2 separate regions of the Sus scrofa genome follow, and region 2 is linked to region 1. A link is a contact called in public Hi-C data. All regions are on one chromosome and are shown on one strand. The core of a region is the stretch at or near the end of the contact, and the rest is flanking DNA. Distances in the headings are between cores, read along the strand shown.

Region 1 (4,316 bases), core at 859-3,358:
GGCACATGGAGGTTCCCAGGCTAGGGGTCCAGTTGGAGCTGCAGCTGCCAGACTATGCCAGAGCCACCGCAATGCAGGATCCGAGCCGTGTCTACAACCTACACCACAGCTCACAGCAACGCCGGATTGTTAACCCACTGGGAAAGGCCAGGGATCGAACCCGCAACCTCATGGTTTCTAGTCGGATTCGTTAACCACTGCACCACGTTGGGAACTCCACGTTGTTACAATTTAACAGTTTCCCCAGCTCTTCTTATCTTGCAGCTTTGTGTTTCATTTTGTACAGTTACCACCTAAGAGATATCATATGATGTTTGTCTTTCTCCTTCTGACTTCCTTCACTTAGTATGAGAATCTCTAGATCTAACCATGTTGTGTAAATGGCATTATTTCCTTTTTATGGCTGAGTAGTATTCCATTGTGTATATGTACCACATCTTCTTTATCCATTCTTCTGTAGATAGACATCTAGGTTGCTTCCATGTCTTGGCTATTGTGAATAGTGATGCCATGAATGTAGCAGTGTATGTATTTTTTTGAATTATAGTTTCATCCAGATATATGCCCAGGAATGGGATTGCTAGATTATATGGCAACTCTATTTTTAGGTTTGTTTTGGGGTGTTTTTTTTGGGGGGGGTGGCTGCATGTGGAAGTTCCTGGGTCAGGGATCAAACCAGCGCCACAGCAGTGACCCAAGGCACTGCAGTGACAATGCCAGATCCTTAACCCTGTAAGCTACAAGGGAACTCCTATTTTTGGTTTTTTGAGGATCCTCTGTGCTGTTTTCCAAAGTGACTGCATCAACCAGCATTCCCACTAACAGTGTAGGAGGGATCTCTTTTCTCCACACCCTTTCCAGCATTTATTGTTCACAGACTTTTTGATTATGGCCATTCTAAACAGTCTGACCATTCTAAAAATTAGTGATGTTAAGCATCTTTTCATGTGTCCTTTATCCATTGTCTTCTTTGGAAAAAGGTCTGTTTACGGCTTCTGTCCATGTTTTGATTGGATTTTTTGTTGTTGGGTTGTATGTGCTATTTATATATTTTGGAAATTAAGCCCTTCTTGGTCACATCATTTGCAATTTTTTTTCCCTTTCTGCAGTTTGTCTTTTCATTTCGTTGATGGTTTCCTTTGCTGTGCAAAAACTTGTAAGTTTGATTACATCCCATTCGTTTATTTTTTTCTTTTATTTCTGTTGCATGGGAGACTGACCTAAGAAAACATTGGTACGATTTATGTCAGAGAATTTTTTGCCTGCTGTTAGGAGTTTTATGGTGTCATGTCCTATGTTTAAGTCTTTAAGCACTGGTCTGTATGTCTATTTTGGCACCAGTAGCACACTGTCTTGGTTACTGTAGCTGTTGTAGTGTTGTCTGAAGTCAGGAAGGGTTACGCCTCCTGCTTCATTCTTTTTCTTCAGAATTGATTTGGCAATTCTGGGTCTTTTGTAATTCCATGTACATTTCAGGATTATTTGTTCTGAAAAATGTCCTGGGTAATTTGATAGGGATCACATTAACTCTGTAGATTTCTTTGGGTAGTGTGGCCATTTTAGTGGTCATTTTAACTATATTAATTCTTATAATCCAAGAACATGGATTGTCTTTCCATTTCTTTGAATCATCTTCAATTACCCTTATCAGTGTTTTGTAGTTTTCAGTGTATAGGTCTTTGACCCCCTTGGTCCTTGGCACATGGATCTGTCAGGAGGGGACACACCATTATTCCACAAGGAGACCACGGGTCGTCTGGTTATTCCCAGACTGGCCTATTTCTTCATTTACCTGGTCCTTCTGATCTGATCTATACCCTTTATGATAAAACCGCAATCATAAATATCACACTTTCCTTGGATCTGTGAGTCATTCTAGTGAATTATTGAACCTCAAGTTTCACAGGAACCCCTGAAGCGTGGCGGCCTGAGCACCCCCTGAGATTTGCAACTTGAAGTGGGCAGCCTTGGGGTCTGACACTAATGCTGGGTGGACAGCATCAGGACTGACTTGCAGAACACGCAGCTGAGTTTCCATCAGGTGATATCTATTGTATGTGTGTCACAGGCACGTCTTCCCTCATACACTCAGGGGCTGTGAATAGTGCTGCTATGATCACGTGAATAGTGCTGCTATGATCATGTGTTGAGTATCTGTTTTCAATCCTTTGGGTAAATACCTAGAAGTGGAATTGCTGAGTCATTTAATTACTCATGTTCAACTTTTGGAGAGCTTCTACACATTCATCCACAGTAGCTGAATTGTTTTGCAAGGCTTCCCATTTCTTCATTTTCTTGCCATCTTAGTCTATTAGGACTGCTTTAACAATAAAACACCACAGCCTGGGTGGAATATAAATAACAGGCATTTCTATCTTTTTTTTTTTTTTGGTCTTTTTGGGGTCACACCTGTGGCATATGGATGTTCACAGGCTAGGGGTTGAATGGGTGCTGCAGCTGCCAGCCTACACCACAGCCACAGCAATGCCAGGTCTAAGCCACCTCTGTGACCTACACCACAGCTCATGGCAACGCCGGATCCTTAACCCACTGAGCCAGGCCAAGGATCGAACCTGTGTTCTCATAGATACTAGTCAAATTCATTTCTGCAGAGCCATGATGGGAACTCCAGGCATTTATTTCTTACAGTTCTGGAGGCTGGCCATCAACATCAGGGTGCCAATGTGGCCTGGTGAGGCCCTTCTTCCTGGTCCATAGCTGGCGTTTTCTATGTCCTCACAGGGTGGAGGGGACAAGGGAGCTCTGTGGGGTCCTTTAAAAGGGCATTAATCACTTTCCTGACGTAAGTACTTCCCAAAGGCCCCATGTCCTAATACCATCACATCAGGAATGAGGATTTTTTTTTCTTTTTTATGAATTTTATTACATTTATAGTTGCACAACGATCATCACAACCCAATTTTATAGCATTTCCATCCCAGCCCATCCCCCCACTCCCTAATCTGTCTCATTTGGAGAACGTAATTTTTTCAAAGTCTGTGAGACAGTAAGGAATGAGGATTTCAGCACATGGATTTTGTGGGGACATAAACATCCAGACCGTAGTACTTACCAATATTTGTCATTTTCGGTCTGGTTTTTGTTTTAATTACACATGTCCTATTGGGTGTGAAACGGTATCTCACTGTGACTTGGTTTTGCATTTTCCTAGTGACTAATGATGTTGAACATATTTTCATGTGCCTTTGACCATTTGTATGTGTTTTTTGGAAAAATACCTGTACAGATGTTTTGCTCATTTTTAAAGTGGTTTGTTGTTTTGTTTGTTGAGTATTAAAAGTCCTTTATATATTCTGGACAGTAGACCCTTATCAGATGTGCAATTTGCAAATATTTTCTATCATTGTGTAGGTGTCTTTTTCACTTTCCTGAGAATGTTCTTTGATGTCCAAAAGTTTTAGTTTTGATGAAATCCAATTTATCTATTTTATTCTTTTTTGCTTGTGCTTTTGGTGTCATATCTAAGAGCCCACTGTCCCCATGTTTCCCTCTAAGTATTTTTATTTAGGTTGTTGACCAAATTATTTTTGGCTCTCTTCATGCCCCCATTTATGTATGGATTTGAGAGTTTGCTTTTCCATTCCTGAAAGAAACAAAAAATCTGTTGGAATTTTGAAAGGGATTGCATAAAACCTGTAGATTGCTTTGAGTATATCATAACATCTTACCAATAGTAAGTCTTTCAATCAAGGAACATAGGGTGTCTTTGCATTTATTTAGATCTTCTTTAATTTCTTTGAGCATTCATAGTTTTTAACATACAAATCTTTCCGCTTTTTGGTTAAATCTATTCCTAAGTATTTTATTCTTTTGGATGCTATTATAAATGGAATTACTTTCTTAATTTCTTTTTCAGCTTGTTCGTTGCTGATATATAGAAACGTAATTTTATATATTGATATTTTATATGCTTCACCTCTGCTAAATGTATGTTGGCTCCAGTAGGGTTTTGGTGCAATCTTTGGATTGTCCATGTATCATGTCATCTGTGAAGAGAGAAAGTTTTGCTTCCTTCCCAACTTGGATGACTTTTATTTATTTCCTTTTCTTCCTTAATTGCTCTGGCTGAAACCTCTGGTACAGTGTTGAATAGCAGTTGTGAAAGCAGGCATCCTTACCTTATTCTGAGCATAGATCAAAATCTGTCTTTCATCACTGAGCATGATGTTGGCTGTGGTTTTTCATAAATGCCCTTTATTGTGCTGAGGAAATCCCCTTCTATTTTTGAGTGGTCTTTTTTACCATGAAAGAGTATCAGATTTTGTTAATGCTTTTTGTACATCTATTGAGATGAT
Region 2 (4,316 bases), core at 708-3,207, 71 kb before region 1:
TCCACGGCGGCACCTTCCTCAACACCTGTTACTGGGTGAATTGTATCCCCCAAAATGAAAGCTTTTGAAGATCTGAAATCCTAACTCCCTTCCAGAATGTGACCCTGTCTGGGTGTTTGCCGATGAAACTAAGCCTGAGGTCATCCTGGGGCAGTGTGGGTGCCCACTCCAACATGACTGCTGTCCCCAACAAGAAGGGGAGATCGAACACCAAGTGAAGGTGAAGGCAGAGACGAAGCTAATGCTTCTGCAAGCCAGACAACAAAAATCACCCACAAACCCCCAGACACTGGGGGAAAGCATGGAACAGAGTCCCCCTCGTGGCCTCCCAAAGGATCCAGCCCTGCCCCTGGCACCTTGATTGTGGACTTCCAGCCCCCAGAACTATGAAACAATAAACCTGTTGTTTAAGGCCCCAGCCTGGGGCGGAACTTCGTTACAGCAGCTCTAGGAAATAAAACAAGGAGTTTCTGCAGAACCAGGGAAGTCTGAGATTCCTGCTTCATGGCTGATTTAGAATCACTGTGCGCCTTGATAACATCTAGACCTCACTGCCACAGGTGCCCAAGGCTGCCTGTGACGCTGAGAGACCCCAGCCCAGCACTTACTGTTATGCAAAGACAGGTCCTTGGACAGGGTAGGAAGCAGGATCTTGGACATCCGGGCAAAGGAGGAAGCTCTCACTGAGAAACTTGACATTGGCTAAAGGAGATTCCAACCTGGGGAGAAACACACTGCTTGAGCCAAGCAGTCCCCAGTCCCCTGCCCGGCAGTGACTGAGAACAGCTAGCATTTACTGAGGGCTCACCAGGTGCCCAGCACCTGCAGCTCCTTGCTCCCACCCCCCATCCTCTCTCCCCTCCTGGGCCCCATTCCAGCAGCTGTGCCTCATCTCTGTTCCCAGGGCCTGCCAGCCCTGGTCTGCCCCAGCTCTGTCCTCTCCCGCACCCAGATCTGAACTCAAGCCTCACTCCTTCCAGGAAGTATCCTCTCAACACTCCATCCACTCCCATGTGACCTCATTTTCTTTTCTTCTCTGCAATTACCAATGTTTGATTTATCACTTAAAAAAGCAATTTCTTGCCTATCTTCCCCCTAGAATGTAAACTCCATGAAAACAGGCAGCTACCCATTGATTTGCAGCCCAGTGCTCATCAAGCCTCCGGTAAGAGCTTGGAGCTTCTTAACTGTTTACTGAACAAGTGAGTTTTCTTTTTGCAGAAGAGAAACCTAAGCAGAGATTCAGCAGGCTGTTCAAAGTCACACACCCGGAAAGGGCCAAGGCTGGACTCCACCCCAAGATTCCTCGACTCCAAAGCCTACTTACACCCGTTGGCGCGGGCTAGCACTACCAGGCCTCCCAACAACCCCACCTTGGCCATCTGCTGTATGGCAAGGGTGCACGGGCCTGGAGCTAGGGAGGGATGGCTAGCTGGCTGAGTATGTGATACAGCTGGTACACTGCGAGTAAGGAGGGCCCCTGCAACCAAGGCTTGGAGGGGCGCTCTAGGTGTCTGCCCCTACCCCTACAGCCTCCCCCCCGCCCCGCCTCCCCCCCACCTCCCCCTACCTCTCCTGCCCGCCTCCCCCACCTCGCCCCGACTGCCGCCCCACCGCACAAACCCCGCCCCTACCCCGCACGACTGCCCGCCCCGCCCCGCCAGCACACAACGGACCCCGACCAAGCATACCCCCGTCTCACTTGCAGCCCCCACTACCCCGCACACACCCCATCCCGACTCCGCGCGCCCGCCGCCTAGCCTGCCCACCCCTGCACACACCCCGCCCCGACCCTGCGCGCCCCCGCATCCAGGTCTGGCGCGCCCTCACCGGCCCCGCACGCCTGCGCTCGCTCAGAAGTCTCAGAGCCGCTGAACCCGACTCTGCGCACGCGCGCGCCCAGGCGGTCAGTTTACGTCGTCAAGGCAACCGTTCTCCTGGCGGGCGGGGTTGTGACATCACAAAAGTCGCGGAGGGCCGGCAGCTCCCTGGCCGCAGGAGGGCAGCGCGTGACCGCTTGGAAGCAGCCGGCTCCCCGGTTCCTGGGTTTCCTTACTCTGTCATCATTTTACGCCCCTCCGGCTCTTTTTCCTTCATTTTCTGGCTGATTCTTTCACTGTGCACCAGGATGCACGTAGTACAGAGACAGACCTGATCATTCCCGTGGAGTGGACCTCACTTTCTTAAAGTGTGCCTCTTAAAGTGTGGTATCGGGCCACAGCATCTCAAATGCTGGGAACTCGTTAGAAAAAACAATGCTCTGCTGGACCCCGAAGCAGAAACTCTGGGGGCAGGCAGATCCGGGGATCTGGGCTGTGACGAGATCGCCTGGTGATTGCTATGCTAGCTCAGGTTGAAGAACCACTGCCCCTTAGGGTGCCAGAGACATATAATAAAGGCAGAGTTTTTGTCTAAGTTTATAAACAGAGGGCGGGACCCCCGTTTGATTGCCCAGGTTCACCAGCTGTTGTGGCCATGGGCACCAGGGGCTGCCTTCCTCGCCTCTCTGGCTCAGGGCCCTGTTTCACACCACACAGCAGGAGGCCCGTCCTTGAATTTGACCATAGTCACCCAGCCCTGCTCACATATCTGGGAAATTTATAGATTGAGCTGGGGGCAAAATCAGGGCAGGGAGCCCAGTTCTGCCAGGGGAGCGGAATCACCCTCCCTGAATCACCCTCGGAGTGCCAGGACCTCACGGGCAGTAACTACAGTGTGGGGGCTTCCAATCTGTTAAGCCACACATGTGGTGTGTGTGTGTGTGTGTGTGTGTGTGTGTGTGTGTATGTGTATACACGTGGAGGGTATCAGCAGCTGGAATCAGATACCCTGGACAGACGGTCCCCCCACTCAGGCAGCTTGCCATTCTAATGACCCAGCCACCACCTATCTTGGCAGCCTGGCGTCCTTCCGAGCTATCAGAGCACGTTGCTGGGCATAGGGTTAGGGGCCAGCAGCCACAACAGGCTTTGATGAGGGTGACTGAGGAGGGAGAGCACAGTTCTGAGAGGATTTCTCTCAAACACCACACGAGTTCTTAATGGGACTTCAGAAATCTGGAAAAGAGACAAACCAAAAAGGAGAAGACGGGGTAGCAGCCAGAGTTACTGGGATCAGAAACAGAAATCAACAATAGCCAATTAGGGAAAAAGGCCAGGGCACTTACCCCTGCTGCACAGGGTGGGAGCCAGGCTGGGAGATGGTGTGGCCAGCAAGCCCAAAGCTGCAGCAGGCATGTCATGGGGGAGGCACACCTGATGTGACTCTGACCCGCAACACCTGGGTCACCTGTCCACACTCTGTGTCTCAGGGTCCCACCTCCACCCTGGCGGCAAGCGGGGTGGGGAGAGCTTCTTCAGTGATAGGTGGGGACTCCAAAGACAGGGGCCCCCAGCCCAGGAGAGTGTCAGAGGTGCAGGTGGTGCCCAGGAGAACTGGAGCTGGTGTGTTTCCATGATGCCAGGTCTCAGGTCACTCCTGCCAAGCCGCCTTTGTGCCTGTGCTTCTACTCTCCCCTTTTTGAGGGAATGTCTTTATTCTGCCATCAAACTGCTGCTGTTACCAAACTCAGGTTCAGCTACGTGCCACTCGGGAATGCCACACCAACAGGTGTTGGGTAAAAGGAAAGACAGATTTATTGAGAGAGCCAGCAATCCTGGGGAGAAGGTGAACCAAAAACCAACTCCCCACTCCCCAGATTTTGCCTGGAGATTAAATAGGGGAAAGAGGAAGGGGCTACATGCTGAGGAGAGGTCTTCTACCAGCTCATGGACTTCTTCTGATTGGTGGGTGGTGAGGTAACTGGGAGTCAACAACATCCACCTTCTGGGTCCAATACGTCTGGGGTCTACATGCTTGTGGGCAGCATCCAGTTCACTTTTTCCACCTGGTGGGGGTTTTCCATGCAAAACAGCTCAAAGAATATGCCTCAGAATATTATTGATTGCCCTTAAGGAGGAACTAAAGGTCCTTGACTTCGTTTAATTGCTAGACTATTATTATTTTGTCTTGCTTGACTGTTTTCCTTTCTGCATTTTCTCACTTCTCTAATTCAATTCATTCTTTGGCTAAAGTTTTTCTACAGACAAAAGGCAGGTGGGGGACACAGGGGTCTGTCCTGGGACCTGCTCAGTTTCACCATGATCAGGGATGACCTCCTGGGAGGTCACTGTGCTGCTCTGAGCTGTCACAGCCCTGTGTCCTCCGGGTCCACCCTTCCTAGCCCTGCTTCCTTGGATCCTGGGTCGGTCCAGCCAGGCCATGTCTGTCCCCAGCCCCACCTGTGCTTGTTGGCCTCTGGTGGGCTTGACATCTGG

The links. Hi-C and Micro-C count contacts between places; a contact is called where the count stands out from the background.
Region 2: a contact with region 1 is called in a Hi-C map of embryonic fibroblasts, with 5 times the contacts expected there. The contact joins the promoter of CFAP100 here to the enhancer-like site in region 1. A contact is called at or near these places in 2 of 5 promoter capture datasets (both in liver), 20 of 47 Hi-C or Micro-C datasets (adipose tissue, alveolar macrophages, brain and 7 more) and 1 of 2 datasets of contacts at active chromatin or transcription factors (skeletal muscle).

Annotation. Positions count from the first base shown.
Region 1 is chr7:53,836,038-53,840,353 of Sscrofa11.1, reverse strand. The region is part of intron 2 of LOC106508724 (a long non-coding RNA gene); the gene reads left to right. Among named protein-coding and RNA genes, the nearest start is that of ALDH1L1, 43 kb to the right of the region's middle. Within about 2 kb of position 2,108, at least 6 of the 83 cell types and tissues checked have an H3K27ac peak or open chromatin away from gene starts, as enhancers often do. A contact at or near this core is called in alveolar macrophages and embryonic fibroblasts, where this site is marked.
Region 2 is chr7:53,906,994-53,911,309 of Sscrofa11.1, reverse strand. CFAP100 (cilia- and flagella-associated protein 100) reads right to left here and starts at 1,957. Exons shown (of 15, transcript XM_021098950.1): 1 at 1,831-1,957; 2 at 609-719. The coding sequence starts at 699. It overlaps LOC102164647 (a long non-coding RNA gene), which reads right to left. Exons shown (of 3, transcript XR_002345796.1): 3 at 3,613-3,886.